Regions from separate parts of the Mus musculus genome. Here regions 1 and 3 are each linked to region 2. The links are chromatin contacts, called in public Hi-C maps. All regions are on one chromosome and are shown on one strand. The core of a region is the stretch at or near the end of the contact, and the rest is flanking DNA. Distances in the headings are between cores, read along the strand shown.

What was found. A called contact is a pair of places that touch in the nucleus more often than the background predicts.
Region 1: a Hi-C map of cerebellum shows a contact between it and region 2, with 2.1 times the contacts expected there. The contact joins the enhancer-like site here to the promoter of Ptprr in region 2. A contact is called at or near these places in 2 of 39 promoter capture datasets (hippocampal neurons and macrophages), 7 of 484 Hi-C or Micro-C datasets (the N1E-115 cell line, cerebellar granule neurons, cerebellum and 3 more) and 2 of 9 other capture datasets (liver and pancreatic islet).
Region 3: a Hi-C map of the N1E-115 cell line shows a contact between it and region 2, with 2.5 times the contacts expected there. The contact joins the enhancer-like site here to the promoter of Ptprr in region 2. A contact is called at or near these places in 1 of 39 promoter capture datasets (the 3T3-L1 cell line), 7 of 484 Hi-C or Micro-C datasets (the N1E-115 cell line, cerebellar granule neurons, cerebral cortex and 3 more) and 2 of 9 other capture datasets (adipose tissue and pancreatic islet).

The regions. Positions count from the first base shown.
Region 1 is chr10:116,079,573-116,083,628 of GRCm38.p6, forward strand. The region is part of intron 2 of Ptprr (protein tyrosine phosphatase, receptor type, R); the gene reads left to right. Among named protein-coding and RNA genes, the nearest start is that of Taf7l2, 32 kb to the right of the region's middle. Within about 2 kb of position 1,484, at least 1 of the 459 cell types and tissues checked has an H3K27ac peak or open chromatin away from gene starts, as enhancers often do. A contact at or near this core is called in cerebellum, where this site is marked.
Region 2 is chr10:116,016,020-116,019,823 of GRCm38.p6, forward strand. It overlaps Ptprr (protein tyrosine phosphatase, receptor type, R), which reads left to right and starts at 2,344. Exons shown (of 14, transcript NM_011217.2): 1 at 2,344-2,793. The coding sequence starts at 2,736.
Region 3 is chr10:116,060,824-116,064,701 of GRCm38.p6, forward strand. The region is part of intron 2 of Ptprr (protein tyrosine phosphatase, receptor type, R); the gene reads left to right. Among named protein-coding and RNA genes, the nearest start is that of Ptprr, 44 kb to the left of the region's middle. Within about 2 kb of position 1,413, at least 5 of the 459 cell types and tissues checked have an H3K27ac peak or open chromatin away from gene starts, as enhancers often do. A contact at or near this core is called in the N1E-115 cell line, where this site is marked.

The DNA.
Region 1 (4,056 bases), core at 234-2,733, 63 kb after region 2:
GCGCTCCTGCCTCCTCTGGGGCTGATTTACACCTCAAAGAATCCCGAGCCTTAACTTCAGTGCAGAATCCCTGAGAGGCAGCCCTGTTGCCACTTGCTGAGTACCCAGTACTTAGAATAACACTGTGCTAGCAATGAAGACGTTTGCTTATGGTCACAGGTAATGATGCCACTTTTTAATATGCTTTTAATAGCGCTGGGGATTGAGCCCAAGGCCCCATGCATGCTAGGCAAGCACTCTTCTCAACCAAGAGGCATCCCCAGCCTTAATACACTTCCAATGCCCGTTTTCTCCCATGTACTTTTACTTTGGTAATCTTTCTTCGTGATCCTGTTCCTCACAGATCATCTATAGGATGCTGAGTTCATATTGCTTCTTTTTTTTTTAGCTTTTGCTGAATGAATAATTTAGGTGATTGGTTTGTCCTATGTCTGGCTACTCATTTTGATGCTTGATTAATTTTTCAAGCCCCTTACTGGGTCCTACCCCTCCCATTTTCCAAGGGTCTTTGGACTGGGGCTGGAAGAATTTTTAGGGCATCCAGTCAGACTATGTGACTTCCACCTCCTGGCACACCCTTCCTCTCTATTCTTCTCATCAGGCTTCACACATACGCGGCTTGTCCACCTTTGAATACATTTTATTTTTCTAACCCAGGGCTTAGTACAACAACAGGTTTTGAAGCATTCTCAGTACAAGAACACTGAAAATTGGCAACCAGAAGCAAAATACATGAAAAACCGATGTGGATGAAGTGAACAGATTGAAATTTTAGTTAGTATACTGAAGTATTCATTTCTCTCCATTAGCTTTCTTGTCCTCTGTCTTAGTTGGGGTTTTACTGCCTTGAGCAGACACCATAACCAATACAAGTCTTATAAAGGGCAGCATTTAGTTGGGGCTGACTTACAGGTTCAGAGGTTCAGGCTGTTATCATCCAGGTGGGAGCAGGGCAGCATCCAGGCAGGCATGGTACAGCCAGGGCTGAGAGTTCTACATCTTCATCTGAAGGCTGCTACCAGAATACTGACTTCCAGGCAGCTAGGATAAGGGTCTTAAAGCCCACACCCACAGTGACACATCTACTACAACAGGACCACATCTCCTAATAGTGCCACTCCCTGGGGCCAAGCATATATCAACCATCCTCTATTCTGCACATAACTATTAAACTGATTTTATTAACCTCTAGAAGTACTTTCTAACGTGTTTTTAATTTATTCTTTGAGAGATTCATATAAGTCTACAATATATTATGATTTTTATCTCCATTCCGTCTCCACTCCTAACATTTTATCTTTTCTCCTTTCAACTGTGTGTGTGTGTGTGTATGTGTGTGTGTGTGTGTGTGTGTGTCCAGTTGGCACTACTGTTATCCATGTGGGCATAGGGCACATGGTCAACCTACTGGCAGCCATAGTCTCACTCCAAAATGAGCGCCTCTCCCCCAGACACCCGTCCATTTCCAGCAGCTCCTTGGCTAGGAGACAGACTTTGTGAGCTCCTTCCTGACCGCATGCTGAAATTTTGACAGATTGGCTCTGTGCAGGTCATATGCAGGTCGCCGCAGCTCTTATGAGTTCATTGCTGCAATAACCATGTTATGTCCAGAAGACAGTATTTCAGGCAGCTCCTCCCCATCCTCTGGGTCTTACATTCTTTATTCCCCCCTCTTCAGCTTGGCCCACAGTGTGGAATTCATGCCTCGCACCGTTAGCATGGTCTAAGCCCATAGCTTGGGAAATGATAAGTCATTGGGGGAATGGACAATTTATGTCAACACCACCTGCTAGACTAAGGAAACATGATCGGTGCCCGTCTTTATACTTCAACATCCCTGGTATAAAGATGCATTTCAAAAATTAAAACGAATGTTCTTTATAATCATAATATAAGCATGTTTGGGCATTTCAAGGAAACAGAAAATAGTGGGTCATTTTATAATTGGGGTGTCTTTACCACACAAAATATTAACATCAGGTAATATTAATATTAAACAATATTAGAGAGTATTGTTAGCTAGCTCCCCCCCCAGTAATTTATACATATTAAGTTTTCAGTCTTTAAAAAAAAACAAAAAAAGTGGGTTCACATAGTGTCTCTCTTAGATTTAGGATGCAAAGGAAATGGACTAGGGAGACACCTCAGTCTATAAAGTGCCTGCCGCACAAGCATATGGACCTGAGTGTGAACCCCCCCAGCATCCAAGTGAAAGCCAGACAAGGTACTCTGCACCTGTAATCAAGGTGCTGAAGGGACAGGGATAGGTAGCTCCCTGGGGACTGGCAGGCCAGCCAATCTAGCTCAAACAGTGAGCTAAAGATCCAAGGTGAGGATCAACTGAGGAAGACACCCAACATTAACCCCTTGCCTCCACATATATGTGCACACACTGTGTACATGAAGCCTACACACATGTGCATGTGCACAGAGATGCATAGAAGCAGAGAAAGAAGAGTTGGCAAATGGATTAACCTCACAGTTAAACATATTGTCTGGTGCTTAGCGTCCATTAAGTGAGGAGACAGAGAGAGAGACTCAGACTGCTTCCAAGGCTGCACTGTTTGTACTAACACAGCTTTGGCTTTCTGCACATGACTTTAGACCCATCTCCTGTGTGCCCCACCTAGTTTGTCATGTAGATTTCCTCATCTTCTTCTACCTCACTGCAACACCCATCTTCATTCTCACTAGTACTTGTGTCTCTGGATGTTTTATCAGAAGTTCTTTGCTACAATCAAGATAAAGCAATTCAAATGTAATCTCTGGAACCAGGAAATAATTGGGTTCAAATCCTGCCTTAGCCTTTAGTCAATCCTTCCATCTTAGACAAATTACCCAGGTTGACTTCCTTTCTTTTATACCATAAATTATTTTTTCCTCAAAACCTCACCTCATGGGATGATCATGAGAATCAAACCAAGTGACTTACTCATAAAGTACTTAGAGTAATATTTTAATATAGGGTTTGCAACTGCATCACTTGGGCTCCAGAGAAACAAAGGCAGTAGAATGAGTAATGAAAATGGTCTTATCAGATTGTCCTACACTATATGGTCCAGCAATGGCTACCTGTCTTCCCACTGGAGAGTCTGAGAACTGGGTGGTCGCTCAGTCCATACGGCTGGACGTCTCAGCCATCCCAAGCTTATGCTAGAGGCCTGGAGGGTTTTTGGAGAGAAACTGGTCTTATCAGAAGATGAAGAAAGCTGGGCTCTGAGGCCAATGACGGAGAGCAACAGCTGAGCAAAGTAGTGGATGCCCTCACCAACCAGGGGCAAAGGCTGGCAGTCAAAGGGCCAACAGCTTTCCTCGGCCCTCCTCACAAAAGGGCAGCCACTGGAAGATGCCACACATCTATGACAGAGTCAGCCCTTCTCCGTTAATCTTTCCAAAGAGTATCCTTACAGACCCAGAGGTGATTTTACACCCAGTCAAGGTGACAACCAAGATTAATCATCCTACCAACAGATGTCTATAATTTCTGAAATTGTAAATTTCATAAATATATATTATAAATGTGACTCAAGTAAAGGGGAACTGAGATGAAGTAAAACTGTTTTTAAAAGGGGTTCAGTCAACCTCTCAGCTTTTTAACTTATTCACCCATTAATAAAATTTGCATTTAAGGTTGTCCTTGTGAAGAGCAATGTAGAAAGACCATCTGGGTTCTTAAAGTCTGGTGGAGTGAAGGAAGGGCCTTACAGATGCTTTTGTATCACAGGGGCCTGGCCCTGGGTCATCACATGGAAGAGAGGGATAAATTAACTTCTGTTCCTCCAAAAAAAAAAAAAAAAAAAAAAAGTAGAGAAGCGCAGACACACCTCTCAGTGGACCAAGAGGAAGGAAATGACCCCCAGCTAATATGGGTTGAAGGACTTCATTTGCCATGCATTTAAATACCTATAATCTGCTGTGTGGAACAGACCGAATGAAATGCCAGTGGTTTGGATATAGACAGCGGTTCTGTGAAACCACCACTCTTGAATTAGGTCATTACCTTAGTAGGGTTGGATTCGGCTCTATTATTCCAGGCAAACTAGATCTAAGGGGGCT
Region 2 (3,804 bases), core at 1,094-3,593:
TACTGGCTGGTTTTGTGTGTCAACTTGACAAAGGTTGGAGTTTCAGTTGGGGAAATGCCTCCATGAGATCCAGCTGTGAGACATTTTCTCAGTTGGTGATCAAGGGGGAAAGGCCCCTTGTGGGCAGTGCCATCCCTGGGCTGGTAGTCTTGGGTTCTATAAGAGAGCAAGCTGAGCAAGCCAAGGGAAGCAAGCCAGTAAGTAACATTCCTCGATGGCCTCTGTATCAGCTTCCTGACCTGCTTGCGTTCCAGTCCTGACTTCCTTTGGTGATGAACAACAATGTGGGAAGTGTAAGATGAATAAACCCTTTCCTCCCCAACTTGTTTCTTGGTCATGATGTTTTGTGCAGGAATAGAAACCCTGTCTACAACTCTGTCATTCTAGAGATTGTATCCTAGGGCCAAAGGAGTATGGATGAAAGAATATAAACTATAGAAATATAACTGCCTGTATATCAGAAAATAATATGGCAAACAGAAACAGAAAAAGAAACTCTGATGCAAGGGTCAAAGCTGCAGAAAAGATTGCAGAAAAGTCTCGGCGAAACTCTGGTCCTCAGAGGCAGAGCCCACTACAGTCACAGGCACAACCAGGGGAGCAGCAAGAGTGCTTTTTATGCTTCTATTTTTAGGACAGAGAGAATGGTGAGGTATTAAAAATACATGTCATCTTGCTCACACTCCACCTGTTAGAGTTTAATTCCTGGCCTTGTCTTCTCAGAGCTCTTGATACAAAAAATTATAAAAGAAATAGGTGGCACTGCCTGAGCACCCAGAGCCTTTGAGGCCGGTCCTAATTTCGGTTCTGTTGATTATCTGGCTTCCTATTAGCTGTCTCAGTCCTCAGGGGATGCAGGAAGAAAGCACTCAATGAGCCTCGCAGTTCAATTCAATGAGCACTTATTACTACCTCGTATTTGGCCAGCACGATTTTATTCAATTTAAGTTAATGCAAAATTTAGAGCTTCTCAAAGAGCCTGCAGTTGGCGAAATGTGTGTCACAGATAAACGAACCGTTTGAGAGAGAGAGAGGAAAAAAAAAATATATATATATATATATATATATATATATATATATATATGTGTGTGTGTGTGTGTGTGTGTGTGTGTGTGTGTGTGGCGGTGTTCAAAAAGCGGGGAAGAGGAAGGACATTATAATGTCAGGTTAGCCCAAAGCTTCTTAAGAAAAAAACAAATTTAGACCTTTGTAAGCAACTGGGTGGGCAGTGGTCTGAGTGAGGTCCATTGCCGAAGAGGCAGAAGGGAAACCTGCGAATAGAAGCAGAAGATGAACAGTCTTGAAGGGAGCTTGGCTGAGGGACATTTGGCCTTAGAGTAATTAGTCACTAGAATGGTAAGGATCTTCATCCTACCAACTTAGGTAAAGGAACTAAAAGTGCATATATTTGCACACTGTGCGAGCCTCGTTAAAGGTACAGGATTGGAGCGGAGAAGTCGAGTTAAGTTGATAAGGCTTGAGTGGCTCAGCTGTGAAAAGCTCTCCTTACTTTCCCAGAAGACCCGGGTCTTATTCCTGCGACCGCGTGGCAGTTCGCAACCATCCATAAATCCAATCCTAGCCTTTTAACAACCTCATTTGACCTCTGAGGGCAATGACACACAGGCGTGGTGGACAGACAGGCATGCAAGCAAAATACCCCAATACATTATTTTTTAAATTAATGATAAAATCTTAGGTAATTATTTCCATAAAACACCAAAGACCGTTCCTTTCCTTCGTATTACACGGGTGTACTTCCCTACCCTGTAAGTATGACCTCCCTGTTTTCAAGCACTCCAGTCAAAGACTTGAGGCTTGAATTTAGTGGAAGTACAAAGATTGGAAGAAAGAAGCCTGGGGTGAGCTCATTGGCAAGAAGGGGGCGCTCTCGGAATATCCCGTTTGCTTAAACACAGCAGGCTGTAAGTGGGAACATTTGCCCAACCAGGCCAGAACTCGCTGCTTGCCTATGCTTCACTAGGGTGGGGACATACTGGGAAACTGGTCAGCCTGCAAGCATTTAGTTGCCACAGTGAGCTGAGTCCACGCGTGATTCAAAAATGTGAGGAAGGAACCAGATGAGTGGCCCCCTCCACTTCCCTCCTTGGGTTTCTGTGGTCCTGGCCCCGCCTCTTCCCTCCCCACTCAACTCCTCCCCCCGCCCAGATTTAGGAGGAACTCTAGGACCTCAGATTTAGGAGGTCCCTAAAGCTAGCCTCCAGCCCCTCCTCCCCCTCCTCCTCCTCGTGGAGCTTGTTCCCCTCGCAGTCTCAGCTAAGACCCGGAGAGGTGGAATTTCGATTTGAAACTCCCTAGCCAGGGCCGGAGCTGGGCATGCTCAGTGCCTCGGTGTGTCTCGGCTGCTGCTAGCTGCACAGGCAGCAGAGGCGCTGCCTGGCTCGGAGGCTGGCACTAGAGTCCACCCCACTGTCACCACCGGCTGCGGGCTTCCAGAAGGCCAAACTCTCACCTCTTCTGAGCGTCTTGCCCCCATCAGCCTCGAGTCCCCATCTCCCGCAGCATCCTACTCTCGTATCTCCCCATCCCTTGCGGAGAGGAAGCAGGTGCTCGGTTCTGTAGGCACGCCACAGACTGCTCTGTGTACCCCAGCGGAGGACCCTGTCATCGGATGCCCGGGATCAAAGGACTCTTGGCAGTGGTTCTCTCAAATAGCACTTAGCCTAGAGTGGGGTTGCGGCGGAGTTTCTCCTCTGACCCTCAATGCACACACTATGAGGAGAGCGGTCGGCTTCCCTGCGCTGTGCCTGCTTCTTAATCTTCATGCTGCAGGTAAGGGCTTGCGGGGTTCAGAGCTGAAGCTAAGGAGAAGATGGGAAACAGCACACGCTAGAGGACTCCAGGGAAAGCTTGCCTGGCAGAGAAAGATTTGGGATAATGTCTGAGGGGTGAGAGAGTGCACCTGTTGGAAGGCTAGGGCTGAAAACTTAGGCTAAATTCAGCTCTCCCTTCTTTATCTTGCATGGCGAAGAGTGAACAGTTTTTAATGTGAATATAGATTTGGTCCCCCCTCCATTGAGCTTTCCTGCTTGTGCTTCTAGGCTTTGCGCTTGGTTGCACATTTTACAGGGAAAAAGAGATGAGACACCCTGCTGGATGAAGCCCTTCCTACTGCAGCGGCTACATCCATAAGATCTCCCAGTGTAGCGAGCGCTCACGGGGATGCCCTGTCTGTAACCTGACGGTCTGCATCTCCGCCCCTAAGAGCCAAATGCTCGGTTTATTCATCATGCTGCTCTAGGCTGCTTTGGCCCCTGCTCTTGTCATTCGGGTTTTCTGAACCAATAAGAGGAAGGAAAGGTTTCAAACCGGAGGCTCCTCTCTATTTCAGCACCACGGTCAGTATCCGCAGTCAGTAAAGAAAAACCCAACCACGCTGACAAGCCTGGGGGTTTTTTATCACTGTGTCCCCAGGATAGATTGGATGGGAGGCAGCGAGAGTGTAAACACATAAAAATAGATTGGACACAAGAATCACTGTGTAGTTCTAGGGATGCACAGCTGATAAAGTGCCTAGGAATTTTATATTCGGTGTCACCTGGCTCCTCTAACCCTGTGGACAGGCTCACTGGACTGCACCCTAGGTGATTTTCACACACGGGAACCAAAATAAAACATGGCAGAGAGATTTCAGGAACCCTGCCGAGACCGCAGTTGTCCATGCAGTGATCCTGTAGCAAGCACAGACCTTTTCTTTGAGTTTCTTTCACACGCATTCATTTCTCTAAGTACACCGAGTGGGAGTGTATTATGCTACTGTGAACACACACACACACACACACA
Region 3 (3,878 bases), core at 163-2,662, 44 kb after region 2:
TATTAGAGATAAGCAAACAATTGTCCAGAATAGATTAGGGTTCTGTGTATGTTTGAGTATCTCTAGCTCAACAAATCCTCTAACCTAGAGAACATGCACTATCCAATAATTCTTTTTTTTTGTCATGAAAACATGCCAACTGGTATTAGTGTTTTCTCTCAGAATAAGATCAGTGTGTGTGTGTGTGTGTGTGTGTGTGTGTGTGTGTGCACATGTGTGTGTGTATGTGTGTGTATATGTTTGTGTATGTGTGTGTGTGTGTGTTAAACCATTTGCTTGAGCTCTTTCTTTTTTTAAAGATGCTCTACATTTTTAAAAAACTGAGTAGTAGACAGGGACTAGCACAATCTAAACTGAATGAATGAGCTGCCAAGCAACGTTCTGGATTTAAGATTTAAAATAAAAAAAAAACCAGCAACCATTATTTATGGGCAAATGAATAAAAAAAATCTGTTATGTGCAACAAGGGATATTACCATCAATGTCTTAAGTATAACGTTTATAAAATCAGAATAAAATAAAATCTGTAGCTATCTAAATGATGCTAACAGACAAGTAAAAGGAGATGATAGATTTCCTGTGAGTAGTGTATCAAATAAATCATGGAGCCTGAAGAAGAATTAGTTCTATCCACAACAGGATTGCAAAGGTTTGAATGGAGAGCCAAACCATGCTCCTCGAAAGACTTGCTCATTCAAAATGATCCTGAATGCCTTGTGCATTGAAGTTTGGAAAATACACTTCAGAGAAACCATAGCAAACACGATAAGATCACTGGAGATGTGTTCCCTGAAGAGTGACGGGGAAACAGACAAGCAATACAATGCAAATGAATGATTATGAAAATTCTCACCTAGAGCCAGGAAGAGAACAGGACAGCGGTATGATGGGGGAGCGCGCTGGGGATTGTATGATGTTGGGTACTGAGAGTTCCTGTTGGCTAATCAAGGGTGCTTAGGGATTGAATCCATGTGCAGCCACTCAGCAGAGACCACGCATAGAAGGCTCGCTTTGGAGCCAGCAGAACTCTTAGAATCCCAAATCTGCCCTCACTAATTACATTTACTTCCGTGACCTACTTACTTAACATCTCTTATTTTAGTTTCTCTCTTTGTACAGAGAAAATGAGATGGGGGGAGGTGCTACTAACCATGGTCATCCTGTTGAATCCTTCAGCACGGCACCTAACGTTTAGTGAAATCCTTATGAAAACTCGCTGCTCTCATTAATATTTTAGGCCTCAGTGGAAAATAGATCTTTCTGATCTCAATACCAAGAACACTTGTATCTGTCCTGAGCCACTGGTTGCCTTAAATGTATGTCTTTTAGATGCCAAGAATCCTGTTTTGTTCTTTCTCTCGACTGTTGAGAAGCTGAGAGCCAAATCTGTGGTCAACCTCTAACAAACATTGAGTGCCTGATTTATTCTACGAACTAACCTCATTCCTGGCTGGTTGTTTTCTTTTCTCCAATCGTTTTACTTCTAATTCAATTTCCTCATTTCCTGACTTTCTATTCAATTTCATTTTGTATCACATATGCCTTTATAAACTGCTATGAGTCATCTGTAACATGTTCTGTCTAAACAAAGGTTACTACAACAAAATAGCCACCAGCATCAACAAATGGAAGGTGACTGCCACACAGCAAAGAAACGTTCACCAGGAGAACTTGTTTACTCATTGGAGACAAAAGAAAGGAAGAGAGAGAGACAGAGAGAGAGAGTAGCTGATCAGACACAAATTACATAGATAATGATTTATTCAGTTTGTGGCTCAGCAGACTACAACTTCAACCCAGCTCTTAAGCCATGATGGATCTTCATGAACAATGTAAACTACTTGAGACAGTGGGAACAGACTAAATTTAAAACAGATGCAGAGCTCACATGCGTACTTTGTCACAGATTATCTTTGGGAAAGAGGACAATAAATGTACCTTTCTGAATCTCTGTTTCTTCCTTTTTAGTGAGAATTACACACTCTAGCCTGGGTGCCTAACTTGGGTCTTTCTGGGATCAGTGTATTCTATAATACACAAGACACTGTGATGATGTCAGCTATTACAGCTGTGATGGCGATGATGGTGCAGGCAGTGATGGTGGTGGTGGTGGTGGTAGTGATGATGGTGATGGTGATGGTGATGATAAACCTGTGATCCTAACGCTGTGGTCCTTTAACATAGTTTCTCACGTTATGGTGACCCCCAACTAGAAAATGTGTTTCATTTCTGCTTTATAGCTGTAGTTTTGCTACCGTTATGAATTGTTTGCCTTGGAAATGCATCTTTGCCTTGCTGTTCAGATCTATAAGGTACCCTGTACACTATAGTTCAAGCAAACCACATCCTAAGATTTGCTGTGTATCACACGGCTCACGTAGCTACATGTGGTAGCCTAACCAAAAACCAACCCATATACATTTCTGATTTCCTCCATCTCCCATTTCCATACAACAAACTGGGTTTGTTGATCCAGTTGACATTACATTTTCTCCAGGGCTGGACACCTATCTCTACATTCATTTTTGTCTTTGACTTCAGATATCACGACCAACTGCTGGCAGCTTGTCATGTTGCCATGAGCGATCCTCTCATGAAATATCTACCTTCTACTCTTAGCTCCTGAAAACCAAGACAACCTTTTCATCAGCCAGAATGCGCTAATACTTGCCATATGTTTGCATTCTGTTACTTGCTTCCTGCCCCTGTCTCTCTTTTCACCGGAAATTTCATGAAGTAAAATAGCACCGTGACTGAACTCACAGCAGCTAAGATAGCCATTGGTTAAAAGGAAGACCTGGGAAGGAAGGTGTTAGCAATCCAAGTCACAGTAGCTCTCAAAGCTCTTAGGGGAGATAAGACTTGACGTAGAACCTAGGGAACTGATGCTTAGCTTGGTACTGGCATAGGGACGGAAAGCTTCCACATGTCCATCAAATGTCTCCCAAAGAATATGTAGTTTGGAGGTTGTTGTTTTAAAAACTGAGCCATACTCAGTAACTTCCTTTCTTTAGTAGTTCACAGATATATGTTGATAGAAATATATAATATAGCTTACTTCCAGATAGCTTTTCCAGCCTGTAGATGCTGAGTTTCCTGTGGCCATGCTTCTTTATAGTTGTTGGGCTTCCACATTACATGAAGTATACTTCTGTATGCATTTGGTGTCAGGAAACTGCCAAGATACTCAAATGTTTATATATTGCTGGGGAAAAGAAAAATACATGCATATATACATATATATGTATGTGTATAAAACTTACACATAAATATATACTTGTACTTTTATGTGCATGATATATATGATGTATTGTAAAAGACAGATTATGTAACCCAAGAATATTTCCTTAATACATTACCAAGTTCCTATTGCTGAAAAGTTGGAGCAATTCTCTCTTCTACCAAAAGTATACGAGAGTGCTGGAATTATTGTCTCCTTAAAAAGAATGTTCACCGATCACGGAAATGGAAATTCTGCCCAATTGTTGCTTGCATTTCCTCTCCTCTGACCGTCAGGAAAAAGCAAGTAAACGAACAAGTTCCATTCAAGTGCATTAGTTCCTCGGCTCGCCATCTTCTCTTCTTATGATTTTTTTTTCATATGTGGTGCTAGGAATTGGGTCTAAGGCCTTGAGTGTGCTGGGCAAGCATTCATTCTACAGCGACCTCAGCCATATAATTGGTATTTTAGAGGACTAGCAGTCTCAATTAATCAGAATCTTCAAGATCTCTCAAACACTGAACCACCAACTGGGCAGCATACACCAGCTGATATGAGGCCCCCAACACACATACAGTAGAGGACTACCAGGTCTGGGTTCAGTCAGAGAAGATGCACCTAACCCTCAAGAGACTGGAGGCCCAGGGAGTCTAGAGGT